2 separate regions of the Mus musculus genome follow, and region 2 is linked to region 1. The links are chromatin contacts, called in public promoter capture Hi-C maps. All regions are on one chromosome and are shown on one strand. The core of a region is the stretch at or near the end of the contact, and the rest is flanking DNA. Distances in the headings are between cores, read along the strand shown.

What was found. Promoter capture Hi-C pulls out the DNA fragments that hold promoters and counts their contacts.
Region 2: a promoter capture Hi-C map of stem cell-derived epiblast-like cells shows a contact between it and region 1, with 5 times the contacts expected there. The contact joins the promoter of Klhl36 here to the promoter of Hsd17b2 in region 1. A contact is called at or near these places in 2 of 39 promoter capture datasets (hippocampal neurons and stem cell-derived epiblast-like cells).

What each region holds. Positions count from the first base shown.
Region 1 is chr8:117,698,282-117,705,079 of GRCm38.p6, forward strand. It overlaps Hsd17b2 (hydroxysteroid (17-beta) dehydrogenase 2), which reads left to right and starts at 3,665. Exons shown (of 5, transcript NM_008290.2): 1 at 3,665-3,982. The coding sequence starts at 3,715.
Region 2 is chr8:119,859,783-119,866,580 of GRCm38.p6, forward strand. Klhl36 (kelch-like 36) reads left to right here and starts at 2,523. Exons shown (of 5, transcript NM_146219.1): 1 at 2,523-2,665; 2 at 5,221-5,297. The coding sequence starts at 5,238.

The DNA of each region.
Region 1 (6,798 bases), core at 2,415-4,914:
GACCCTGACAGCCCCCAGGGAAAGAAAGAATTCTAAGATCAGAGGGACATAAGTTAGGTTTTTGTCTGGTAACTCCACAATTACACAGTGCTCACAGCACTGGGGGCTTGTCCTTGACCTCAGGAATCACTTTCTAGAGCAGCAAACCTCAGCCTTCCAAATGCTGAGTGAGACCCTTTAACATAGTTCCTCTTATTGTGGTGACCTCCAACCATAAAATTATTTTTGTTGCTAGTTCATAATGTAAATATCTGGTGTTTTCTGGTGGTCCCTGTGAAAGGGCCATTTCATTCCCAAAGGGTTCGAGACCCAGAGGTTGAGAACCCCTGCTCTAATAGAAGAGACAGAAGAACATTTCTCAAAATAAACAAACCAGTCCAGAATTGTTAACTGACAGAAAGGATGGGATTCGGGTGGGGTCTGAGCAGGTGTTCCTCGAGATGACATCATGGGAAGGATTCGGGTGGGGTTTGAGCAGGTGGCCCTCGAGATGACATCATGGGAAGGGTGCCAAGGGAAGAGTTGGGTGACAAAGTGAATGGAGAAACAAGGAAACAAGAAGAGGCTGGGAAAGGCATCTCCGCTGCCCAGCAGTAAGGGCTGAGAGGAGGTGAGCCTCTGAATCGGCGAGGGAAAGTGGCCTCTGCTCATAGCTGTAGACCAGAGCCAGGCTTGGTGGAAGAATCAGGTCAGTCCTTCGCTTTTCAGAAGATCCCTATGGGAGAGGACCATTCTATTGAGTAGGAAAGAGTCTAGAATGGCAGGCAACCTGCTCAAACCTTTAAATGGTGGGGCCATTGTACAGCTCCCCCCCCCCCCTTCATCTTAGGTTGAGAAATATCTCTGCTTCAATTTCTGTGTTGTACCGAGTCAGCTTTCCCCTGTTGTGTGAGCCACCCGAAGAAAAAGAGTTGCCCGGTCTCAGGTGAGTATAAGCCTGTCGGGAAACCCACACAGGCGTGTTTGGCCCCCCTCCGATACAGAAGCCACAGTGCTAACGTCCTGACAAAAGAACCGAAGCTAGCCGCGTATGCCCACATGGGACTGTCCCCCAACCCATCAAATATCTGTCTGTGCAGTCAGCATTGGGATGGGATGGGATCTGTGGGTGAGAGAGAACATGCTTAGGGCTGCTCAAGAATTCCACAGTTCCACTGCCCTAAGCTTGTGGGGATGGAGCCAAGTGTCCATGAGGCTGGCTGGGATTGGAGGTAACTTGCTACCACCCCACACAGGTCTCCTATACATGCTCTGTCGACTCTCACGATGCTCCCACCCCACAGTGTAGCTCACAGATTCCGGCTTCTTAGCCTGTTTCCCTTGGTTCTTGAACTAGCCTGGGCCTGGGGCTGTCCTACCTCATCCTCCCTTGATAGCTGCACTGCCCTAGACTTATATCTGAGCTGGAGGCTGATTTCCCTGACTCCCCACCCAAGGCCCCACTGGTCTTCCGACAGACTGTGCCACCACTGGGTTAGGTCCTGAGCAAACCCTGCTTCCCTCTATGTCTTGAGTGCCAGACTCCTCCCACCACCTCTGTCCCTCTGTGCACCTTTGCTCTCTAGAATAAGACTGTAGTCTGAGGGGCCCTGTGTTCTACCAGACCTCCTGCTCAGCGTCCTCGTTCATTTAAACATGCAACCCTGTAGCCTTTCTGAGGTGTGGGACGCCTGACTCGCCAGCAAGTAAGACGCCACAACTGGATCCTCCTGCAACACGTTTATTGGGAGGGCATTGACTGTGTAGGCAAAAGACCTCGAGCCCCAGAACTGGCACTGCTTATATAGGCCTAGGAGAGGCGTGTCTACACCTGATTGGTTATGCTTTCAGTACCTCATTTACATGCCTCGTGCCAGGCAGTGACTCAGCAAAAACTCTATGGCACATGCGCACATTGGTTGTTTACCCATATTCATGGGTGTCGGCTTATTGAAACCAGCATCATTTTGTAATGGCGTTTGCGGCTTCCCACACTGAGGCCCCATCTAGGGTTCCAGGTGGGGCAGAGTGTATTGACAGGTAAAGAGACAGCATCCCCCAGCCAAGATTACCTCATCCTTAACAACTGTGGGAACTGAACTGGGTTTAAAATGAGCCATCTGAACACAAAGTGAGAGCTCCTCTCTCTCCAGTTTTCTCAGTTTCTAGCCTTTATTAGAATCCTGCTTTGTCCTAGGCAGACACCAGTAAGCACCACACCCATCAAATCCCGTGGGAGCTCCCCTTGGGTGTCAGTATAGGAACTGGTGGTCCGAGTGTGTGTGTGTGTGTGTGTGTGTGTGTGTGTGTACGTGTGTGTGTGTGTGTGTGTGTGTTTGTGTGTACGTGTGCTCATGTGTAAGTGTGTGTTCGCGCTCATGGTATATAATACCCAGATACCTATATATAGAGACTGAACTATCTCTCCAGTTTTTACAGAAGGGCTCTTGAGCTGGTGAGTCACAGGTGTGTGGATTCAGATTCCTTGCTCTTGGATAAAGTACAGCCTCTCCCAGCCTGAATTTTCTAGTTTACAAGCTGACTCTAACAAAGGATTGTGTAAGATGCAAGCTGGGCAAAAGGAGGAACTAGCACAGGAGGGGTTGCTTTTCTGTGTTTGACCGAAAGCAGACAGTGGGTGGTTCAAAGGGCAATGCCGGGGATTGACACCCTGCTGCGTTCCGGCTCCTAATCTCTCTAGTCTCCTATTGATTGCCTCTCTCGTTATTGCCACACGAATAGAAATGTTGTAAGGACATCCTATTCGGAGACCGAGTCCTACTACCAAGAACAGAGCCTCCAACAGGGTAGACTGAGTCAGAATTGAGCAGAGCACTGGTTCTGACAGCTTCTCTCAGTCTGATTGTCATTGCTATGGTCTCTCTCTGGCACAACTGCCCTCTGGGAAGACACAGGCACCTTCCATCTGCCTCTAAGGTGAGCCTTTTTTTGGCTCATTGAGCCCTTAACCTGTCTCAGTTGGCAGTAGTCCTCCAGATACAGGCCAGATCGGGGATGCTCTCTTCTTAGAATCCACTTTCCAAGCTTCACTGATTACCTGGATAACACACACACACACACACACACACACACACACACACTCACAGCCACACATACAGATACACTCGGAGTTAGCAAAAGAACTCAACCAACACAGAGAGGGCACATCCAAAGGAGATTGTCTTCTTGTGATTCCAAGTCTGTCAATCATTATCTGAGTAAACATCTGTCAGGTGGGAGGGTGCGTGTGCGCGTGCGTGTATGTGTGTATGTGTAAGTGTGTGTATGTCTGTATGTGTGTGTATGTCCGTGTGTGTATTATGTCTGTGTGTTACGATGTGTGTGTGTCTATTTGTGTGTATGTGCCTATTTGTGTGTATGTGCATGTGTGTATGTCTATATGTCTGTGTAGGTGTGTGTATATTTGTGTGTGTGTGTATGTGTGTGTGTACGTGTGTGTGTGTGTGTGTGTGTTTGTGTGTGTACGTGTGCTCATGTGTAAGTGTTGAGTGCCTTAGGGGAATGAGCAGGTATTTATATCACAGTGCACAGTTTAAATTACATCCTGGGAGTAGTCTCCCCTATCACTACCTTTAACATGCTTGTTCAAAGGGTGCGGGGGCTGTCGTTCCCCCCTCCCGCTTGCCTCTCCCTTCATATAAGCCTGGGCTGCCTCCAGCCAGCTTCTGCACTCACAGTATTCACTGGCCCAGAGCAAGTGAAGGCCAGTGGAGAATGAGCCCGTTTGCCTCTGAGTCAGCATGGCTCTGCTTGGCTGCCGCTGCAGTGCTGGGGGGCACGCTTCTCTGCGGATGCCGGAGTGGCAGGCAGCTGCGGAGCCAGGCGGTGTGTCTCGCTGGCCTCTGGGGAGGTGCCTGCCTGCTCAGTCTGTCCCTCCTCTGCACCTTGTTCCTCTTATCCGTGGCCTGCTTCCTTCTTCTGTATATGAGTTCATCTGACCAAGACTTGTTACCTGTGGATCAAAAGGCCGTGCTGGTGACAGGTAAGTGGCCAGCATTCCTGTGATTGTCCTGCGGAGAAGAGTCTGATACTCTCTGTCCTCAGTGGGGGGACACTGTCAGTTTTGGCTTGAGTGGGAAGTGCTTAGAGTGAATGACAGGCAGCACATACCCGAGTGGTTCTCACTGCCTTTTTGCGTGTCCTTTGGTTTGGATGGGCTTTGGAAGGAGCCAGTGGTAAGACAAAACGTGACAATTGCTCAGGGCCACAGATCTATACAATGAGTGTGTTAATTTCCTAGGAATAAATATAAATAAGTAAAACAGCATCATTTCACGTGTGTTCTTGTACCAGGAAATACCTGACAGACTTCTTCAGGCTTGGTTGCTATTCTGTTCTGAGGTGACTATTTATCTAGGTCCTAGGCCTGGTCACCCCTCTATGTATGGAAGGAAGGTGGCCAGTCAGCTTTGGCACAATACTGTGTGTCTAGGGACGCCACTGTACTTTGAGCCTTTGCAATTTGCCAGGCTGCTGTCCCGAACCACGAACCACCCTGTTGTCCTGTTTGAACCTTTTCTCTATATGTCATTAGTGTATTAGTGCTTCTTAATTAGATCAAACTGGCAGTGCGTGCACACGGAGCTAGCTGCTCATTAGCTGAGCTGCCAGCCTCTCACTTCTTCTGCAGGCTCTTCTGCAGTAAGCGCGAGGCGGCCAAATTAGATTCCTTGGAGTTGTAAAACGGGTTTGTTTGGTGAAAGCTGCAACTAGAATTCCCTCAAGTGATCCTAACCCAGAAAGGCCTGGAAAGAAGAGGAAAGGCCATCGGCAGAGTCACCTTGTGAGGAGGGTGTCACCCCTGCATAAGGAAGTCATCACCTGTGGCTGGGGCCCCTGGCTGTGGTCAGCAGGGGACTCGTGGACTGATGAATCAATTTTTTTTTTTTTTTTTTTACTTTAAATCCAGTAACAAAGATTCTTCTTGTGAGCACGGTTTGGTTCTGGCTGGGGTGTGGAAGGGCAGGACATCAGCTTCTCTGAGTTTAAGATACAACAGTGAAGTCGAGTAGTTATTGTATTTCCCAGTTGTACGAAAGAAGACAGAACCATTAAGTACACGTCTGTCTCTGTCTGTCTCTGTTTGTCTCTGTCTGTCTGTGTCTGTCTTTATCTTTCTCTCTCTGAGGATCAGAGGTCAATCCTGGGTGTGTGCCTCAGCCACTCCCCATTTTATCCTTTTGGTGGTATTTCTCCCCCACTCTGGAGCTCCTTGAGTGGCTAGCCTGGCTTACAAGCAAGCCCCAGCGATCCTCTTGGTTTTGGCTCTTCAGTGAGGAGCTGCCAGCATTTCCCACAGTGCCCAGCTTTTTCCGTGGGTGCCAGGGATCTGAACGTGGGCTCTCATGCTTACACAAGTCCCTCCCTCCCTGAAGCTATCCCCAGCCTCAGAAACTCTGGAAATAAATGAGGTATGGCATCCTGCCCATCACAGAATCGACAGGAAATGTAGACAATCCAGAGATCAATTCAAGGTTTAACACTTTTTCAGTTGACCTCTGAGAAGGAGCGATTCCAGCAGATCCCAAGATAGAGGAGAAAGCAGGACTCTGCTCCCCATTTATTTGGTGTCGTCACCACCTAAGTGAGGTGAGCAACACAAGCTCAGGGACTAAGCCCTAGGGGAAACTTCCAAATGTCAGAGCCGGGCTGGAGATATTTGAGAGACACTGAAATTGCCATTTCCCATCATTTGCACAATGAAAGCACAAGGTTGATATTATTCCTGGGAAGGCTTAAGATCTTTGCTAAAAGTTAGGGTGGAGCCCAGGGATAGAGGAACTTGTCTTGCTTGTGCTAAGGTCCAGAGTTCAGTCCCCAACACCACAAGAAAACAAACCAACCACCGCCAATACCAAAGAAAGAGAGAGAGAGAGAGAGAGAGAGAGAGAGAGAGAGAGAGAGAGAGGAAGGAAGGAAGGAAGGAAGAAAGGAAAAGGGAAACAAAGCCCAACCCTGCCCCCAAGCCCCAATGTACAAACAAACAAACAAAAAGCCAAACCAAACACAAAACCAAACTAAGCTCAAAATGAAATTAAAAAAGTTGAAAATAAATTTGTGATACCTGAACTCATTAAATTTTTAAAAAAGATTTATTTTTAACTATCCCCCCCTCTGTGTGTGTGTATGTGTGTGTGTGTGTGCACATGCTGAGATCAATAAGCACCTTTGGCAGTCAGTTCTCTCCTTCCACTACATAGGTCCAGGGCCTTGAACTGGTGTCTTCAAGTGGGTTGGCATCTTTACTTGCAGAACTATCTCCCTAGCCCAGGACAATCTACCAACCAACCAAACAAACAAACCAAGAAACCTCCCTGGGTTTAAAAATCACTGTTTGAGGCAGCCTTGAGTTTTAATGGCTGTGGACGAGAGGAAGAAAGTGATAGTATGTGAAGTCACAGGCATGGCCGCTTTACTAGAAAACACTCTTCAAGAAATGATGGGGTGGGTGGTGGCTGCAAAGATGGCTGGGTGGTTTAGAACCAGAATTCCTGCAAGGGACCTGCGTTTGATACCAGCATTTGTATGGAGCAGTTCACAGCTGCCTGTAACTCCATCTTCAGGGGGCGTGATACCCTCTCCTGGGTCCCACAGTCACCTAAACTCACACACACATCCCAGCACACCTACGCATTACTACTACTACTACTACTACTAATAAAACAACAACCAAATATTAGAAAGAAATAAGATGGCAGGCGGGGATCCAGCTGCGTAGTACAGTGTCTGCCTAGCATCCAGAGGCCCTTAGTTCAATCTCCAACAGTGCAAAGCAACCAAACTAAACCAACTGAACGG
Region 2 (6,798 bases), core at 1,273-3,772, 2.2 Mb after region 1:
AGTGCTGGGCTTAAAGGTGAACACCACCATACATGGTGGGCCATGTGTCCTCAAATGTCCACAGCTGTTCCCTTTTGGTAGCTGATGTTTCCCCCTCCTTGGTCCTCTCTGTTTTCTGTGAAGAGGATGTGTCACTATGATGTACTGTTGGTAGCAAGGGCCAGGCTAGGCTGCAAGCTCTAGAGGTTGACTGCCTAGCATCAGAGATCAGCTGCTGCTGCTTCTTCTTCTTCCTCTTCTTCTTCTTCTTCTTCTTCTTCTTCTTCTTCTTCTTCTTCTTCTTCTTCTTCTTCTTCTTCTTCTTCTTCTTCTTCTTTTTTTCTTTTTAAGTTTTATTTCTATTTTATGTATGAGTGCACTGTTGATGTCTTCAGACACACCAGAAGAGGGCGTCAGATCCCATTACAGATAGTTGTGAGCCACTGTGTGGTTGCTGGGACTCAGGACCTCTGGAAGAGCAGTCAGTGCTCTAAATCGCCGAGCCACCTCTCCAGCCCCAGAGATCAGCTTCTGAGAGGTGAGATATCTCAGGGACTTTCCTTCTCCCGGCCTCACTTTCCGAGAATCTGTAAACAGGAACGGAAGAGTGGCTTCCTCCCAGGGTCAAGGAGATGGAAAGATTTCCTGTGTGGGCAGAGCTTAAAGCAATGTTTAGGGCATAGTAAGGTGCAGGGTTGTAACCCGCACATCATAACCAGCAATGGCATTATTATTAGTATTGCTGTTATTGTTGTTGTTGTTGTTTAGAGATGATATAATCCCAGACTTTAGGAGGCTGAGACAGGAGGACCAAGAATTCCAGCCAACCCTGGCCACAAAGCAAGGCCCTACCTCAGATTTATGGTGATCCGCCTGCCTCTGCCTCCTGAGTGCTAGGATTGCAGGTGCAATCCAGTGTGGTTTGCCATCATTCACTGCTTTTGTAACTGAAACAGAATGAATGCTATGGAAAGGCAGCAAGTGGGATCAGTTCACCCCACGTTCCTAGGGAGACAGGAGGAGGCCAGGCTAGCTTTACAGGTCAAGGTCACCTGTGGATTCCCAGGTTGGTCCAAGGCTTAACTACAGCCCCCCACCTCAGGGCTGTGCATCTTCTAGTTTGGCTTTCCAAACCCAACACCTCAGGTACTAATATGAAGGTACACGTTATTAAAATAGCTTATGTTAGGCTGTCTATGACAATAAGCTGAAGCAACAGTAGAACTGTTTAATCTACCTTAAAATTCTTAAAAATTCTAGGTAAATTTAATAGATAATAGGCATAAATGTATACTCTCATGGTATACAACTAACAATATTCTCATTTCAAAACTTTTTTATCATCTTCCCCCAAAAGTCCCTAATTTTCCTTTGTTAACGGTCCCAACCCCCTCACCCCTGGCATCCTCTACCATGCTTCTTGGCTCTCCCGCTTTCCTGTTTGAACGTTTTACTTATGCATTTCGTTTTCAAGTGGTTTGCTTTTCTGAGACGTCTCTCTGTGAAGCCCAGGCTGGCCTTGAACTCTTTATCTTCCTGCTTCAGCCTCCCAAGAGCTGAGATGACAGCTGTGTGCCACCAAATGCAGCTGGGAGTGTCCTTCGTGTCTAGATTCTTTCACGTAGAGGAACCTCTTCAAGGTTCTTCCAGGCTATGAGTGACGTTTGATAACTATTAGATGAATTAACAATGATCTAAGATCAACAGATGTTTACTGAGAGGGTATGTACCTGCCATAAAAGCCCAGCAAGGATTGTAACGTTTGTTGGACAGCTTCGAGTGGAGAAGAAAGAGACAGAGAAAAAGAGAGCCGCAAAAGCTCTAGAGAGTGAGAGAACGAGAGAGTGAGACAGAGACAGAGAAACAGACAGGCAGAGGAGAGGGAGGGAAGAAAAAGGAAAGAATTATTTAAAATATTTTGAATCGACTTGGTCAAAGTTGAGGGGAGTGGTGGTTGAGGCTCTGGGTTTAATCTCCTGAGCTTGGGGGGGGGGGGGCAAGTAATAATAATAGACTGGGATAAAGGTATGGAGAAAGCAGAAAGCGGGCCAGAGTGTAGGGGGTGTGGCTGTTAGCAGAGTAGTCAACAAAGGCCTCTTGACAGAATCAGTGAGCAGAAGCCAAGGGAAGATGAGGAGGATACAGCCTTCCCGGAGTTCCCGACCCACCCTGAGGTTTGTCCCACGGAGCCACCTCATATCCTGGAGCCTGGGACGTGGGCGCCAGCAAGCTTCTGCGGCGCATGCCTGACCTACTTAGGGGACAGCCAGGCACCATCAATAGTAAGGGACCCTGGGTGTCTCTTACAGATCTTGACCAGCTCAGCTCCTTCCCATCCACAGACCCCGCCCCTAAGGCTACACCTCCTGCCTCCCGCCTCCTCAGGCCCCGCCTCTGAAGCTGCACTCCGCCTTCACAGGCCTGCCCCTCAGGCGAGGCTCCGCCCCTTATCCTGCAGACCCCGCCTTTCGCCCGCCTGCCGGCCCCGCCCCCCAGCCGCCATTGACAGTGTAGGCTCGCACTTCCTTGCAGAGGGATGGCTGCGCTTCGGGCGGGCCCGGTAGCCCCGCAGTGTGCGCTGCTCTGGTAGCGGCTCGCAAGCGGGCGCGATCCGGGCTCGCGGGTGCACAGGTGCGGCCCACGCCTCCCTCGGCGCCTCAGCACCTTCGGGGCGGGACGCGGGACGGTGAGTGCCGCCTGGGCTCCGTGCTGGCTCCCGGGGATCCCGGGTGGGGGGGCTCTGGCTCTGCACCTTCACCACACCTGCTTGCACGCAGCTAGGCGCCACAGACATGGTCCGGGAGACTAAGGCGAGCCTGGCACTGGAGAACTCTCTCTAGATTCCTTGGCCTAGAAAAGAAAGCTTCCAGACAGTGAGGAACTAGAGACCTGGCTGGCCGCCCTAAGTAGATGGGCAGAGAGGGTATCTATGTTTTCCTGTCTGTGACCTTGGGTGGGCCCCTCGGCCACCTGCCCACCCACGGTGCGATTTTAGCCCTGTGGGAACAGTGGTGCCCATTCTCACACCGCCAAGGTGAACCGGGAGAATCAGGGGTATGCAGTAATTAGATGCTGATTGGTACCTTTCTCTCTGGGCCCCCAGCAGCTGGGAGAGTTCCTGCCTGGATACAGCTTAGTCACAAAGTTACTAGTTTTCTGGAAAAGATTCAGTTGTGTCTTCTTTCCCAGAGAGAGCGGAACAGGATGGAATGTCCGGACTTCTTCCTCCATGGGAACACTGGAGCCCCCTCGCTCTCCCCATTTATCTCAGAACCAGCTGACTTATCTTTAGCAGAGACTCTTTGTTCAGTAGGAAACAAAATGATTCTTCGTGTGGGTTCAGCAGAACTGGGAGGGGGGGGGAATTTGTCTTGTAGCTCCAGCCCATGTTGGTTTTATAAGGAAAAGGGGGTAAAGAATTGAGACAGGAAAAGACAGACTCTTCTCCACGGGCTGTTAATGAAACAAGCGAGAGGCTGCACTTTCCAGCCTTCTAGAAAGAGAGGGGCTTTTGGGAGGAGGGAGGCTTTGGGAGTTGTAAGTAGGGGACTTGCAGGTGTTAGCTCCCACCCCAGAAGATAGAGGGATAAGCAGAATTTCTCTGAATTTAGCCCAACAGGTTTATTCCTAACTGGGTGTCCCCTGCCAGTGTCCGCCTAGACTTCCAAGTCCTCCAAAGCCTGCCTCATAGTTAAAAGACTATGGGACATCGTGTGTCAGGTCTATAGATTTGATCAGAAAGGTCAGCACAGCAGTATTGCTCGTGTTTGTGTGAGAGCACAGACCTCAGGGGAGGTTTCTCCTTGTGGATTCCTCCCTCCTATGACCAGACAGTACAGCTGTGGGCGCAGAGGAACCGGAGGCCCTGAACATCCTCCGACTGTTGGATGCTGTGTGGGCTGGGCTGTTTTACACACACACACACACACACACACACACACACACCGTTGTGACCTCTTGAGTTGTGAATCAAGGACAGGATGGGGATAGTCTCGTGGAGTTAAATGGGAGAAAATTAATGAAGGCTCGTAGAAGCCCCCGGGGATGACGCCCAGAACAGAGTTGGTACTCATTAATCACAACTGTCTCTCACCCTCCACTTCCTCCTGAGAACCTGAAAGTGTAACACTGGTCATATCTGGGCCTTGTCTCCTGCAGAGGTGAAGGGCCCAGGTTTGGTGTCATTAACTAGTGTTATGACAATGTGAAATGTCCTCATCTATAAAGTAGGACCGTTGTCATTACCCTCCCATGTGTGGGAGGAATTGAGACAGCCAAGGAAGTCCCTTAGCTTGGATCCACACTGCAATCCAGACTCCACAATGATGACTGTCACGAAAACTCTGCCATAGCCAAAAGGTAGACTTTAGATTAAACATCAAAAGGTGGGTGTGTTCGGCCACTGAGATGGCTTAGTGGATGAAGGTGTTTGCCACCAAGCTCAACGACTTGAGTTCAATCCCTGGGTCCAGAAAGATGGGGAGAAAAAAACAAACCAACCAACCAACAAACAAAAAACCTGAACTCTCCCAGGCTTTTACAAAATAAACAAATTAAATTTAATTTAAGGGAGAAAACATGAACACGAGACACAGACTAGACGCTGTGATGTGTCCAGACTTTGATGAATTAAATATAAGTAAAGGAGGTTGCTCCCTGCCCCCAGCCAAGGCTGTAAAATGGGCTCAGAGTTCCAGAAACTCTGATACCCCTACAGATACCTAAGGTCTTAAAAAAAAGCAACTGGGCTGTCTCCTGCCCCACAGTCCCCAAATAAAACAACTTAAGTCTGGTGGTGTTTGCACATTTTTGATCTCAGCACTCGGGAGACTGAGGCAGATAGATCTCTAGTGAGTTCAAAGTCAGCTCTTGTCTACAGAGCAAGTTCCAGGATAGCCAGAACTGTACAGAGAAACCCTGTTTCAAGCAAACAAACAGAAAAATCTAGACTGTACTGTGTGCTCTCCTGTGTACCAGGTCTTGAGACACCTTTTAGATTAATATCATCTGCTCTTGTGGTTGAGGTTTCTCTGTTTCTGCTCTCTCAATTCCCTTTGCGGACTTCTTACACTCAGCAGTTATGACAACCTGACTTTCCCCACACAGTATTTTGTTCTCCATCACTCTCCTCCACAGGACGGTTTCTTCATTTGCTGACAACAGTGCCTGCCAGCAGGGCCTGCAGCAACCAGCCAACCTGGAGTAGACGCTACCTGTTCAGGAATGTCATTCTCATTGCAGGTCTGAGATTGGTCACAATGGAGGCAAGCAAGCAGATGCGGGTATCCCGGCCATACAAAATCAGTGAGTCTTCAAAGGTACGTGAGCAGTCCCTTCCCACCCACGGCATCAGTTCTGATCACCTTGTTCTGGCTGACATCTCCTTAACTATAGCCACACGTCAGTTTGCCGCGGAGCTCTGGGTATAGCCCCCTCCATTCTACAGATCACCATCAGGGTGGCAGAAAAAAAAACATGGGATTTCTGCCTTCGGGTGGGGCTTACCAACCAATATGGGTCTCATTGAGAAGGTAGCCTCTGACTTTAAAGTAGAACTCAACTCCCTGACCTTAAGAATTTCTTCCCTGGAGAGGCAGAGGCAGGTGGATTTCTGAGTTTGAGGCCAGCCTGGTCTACAGAGTGAGTTCCAGGACGGCCAGGACTACACAGAGAAACCCTGTCTCGAAAAACCAAAAAACCAAAAAAAAAAAAAAAACCCAAAAAACAAAAACTTTCTTCCCTGATGTATCCAGCTCCCCGGGGACCCCAAAAGTGAACAAATGTGGGCTCCCTGGTCTGCGGCTACCAGCCCACACCAAGCTGGTTTCATTAGAACCACTCTCAGCCAGGAGAGAATCGAGGTGGGGGGATGGGGAGAAAGCCATTGCCCAGCTAGGCATGCCGCACATCTATAATCTTAGCACTTGGAGACTGAGGAATGAAGACAATCATGAATTTAAGGCCAGCCCTGGCTGTGTAATGAGAACCAAGCTGGCTGGCCAGCCAGTTACATAGCAAGATCCCCTTTCAAAAAGCAAGCAAGCAAGCAAGCAAACAAACAAACAAACAAAAACAGCCTGTTGGGGTGTGGGTAGTGCATGCCCAGCACTAGGGAGGCAGAGGCAGGTAGAACCCTAAGTCTAGGGACCAACATTGGATGTATGTTTCTCTTCAGAGATTAAACCTCATGACTGTTTTGGGTGGCACACTCTCTGAGATGGCAATATTGCCCCCAGTAGGGGTGAAAAATGACTCTCAGGGGTGCAGAAAGTTTCCTTTTTCTTTTCTTTTTAAACATGTTTTTGTTTGATTTTATTTTCATTTTTTTTTTTGAAGTGGGAGGTTTCACTGTAGCCCATAGATCTCTAGTAGTGAAAAATAAACTAAATAAGCCAGGCGGTGGCACGCATGCCGTTGGTCCCAGCACTTGGGAGGCAGAGGCACTGTGAGTTCAAGGCCAGCCTGGTCTACAGAGCAAGTTCCAGGACAGCCAGGGCTGCACAGAGAAACCCTGTCTGGAAAACAAAAAAACAAATAAGCTGCCTAAATCATAAATGTGTTCTGTAAGTTTGGTCATCAGGCATGCCCATGTAACTAGTGTGCAGTGTGGGCACACCCATGTAACTAGTGTGTAGTGTGGGCATCAGGGATGCCCATGTAACTAGCTCCTAAGCAAAAGAGAAAGAACATGACCAAATGCTGCTGGTGGCTGCACTTACAGCCATCCTCCTGCCTCTTCCTGTTCCTTTCTGGTCCCACTGGATTAACTGATGGGCACTCGGTATGTGTCTGGCACCCTTCAAACAGTGGAAGACCTCT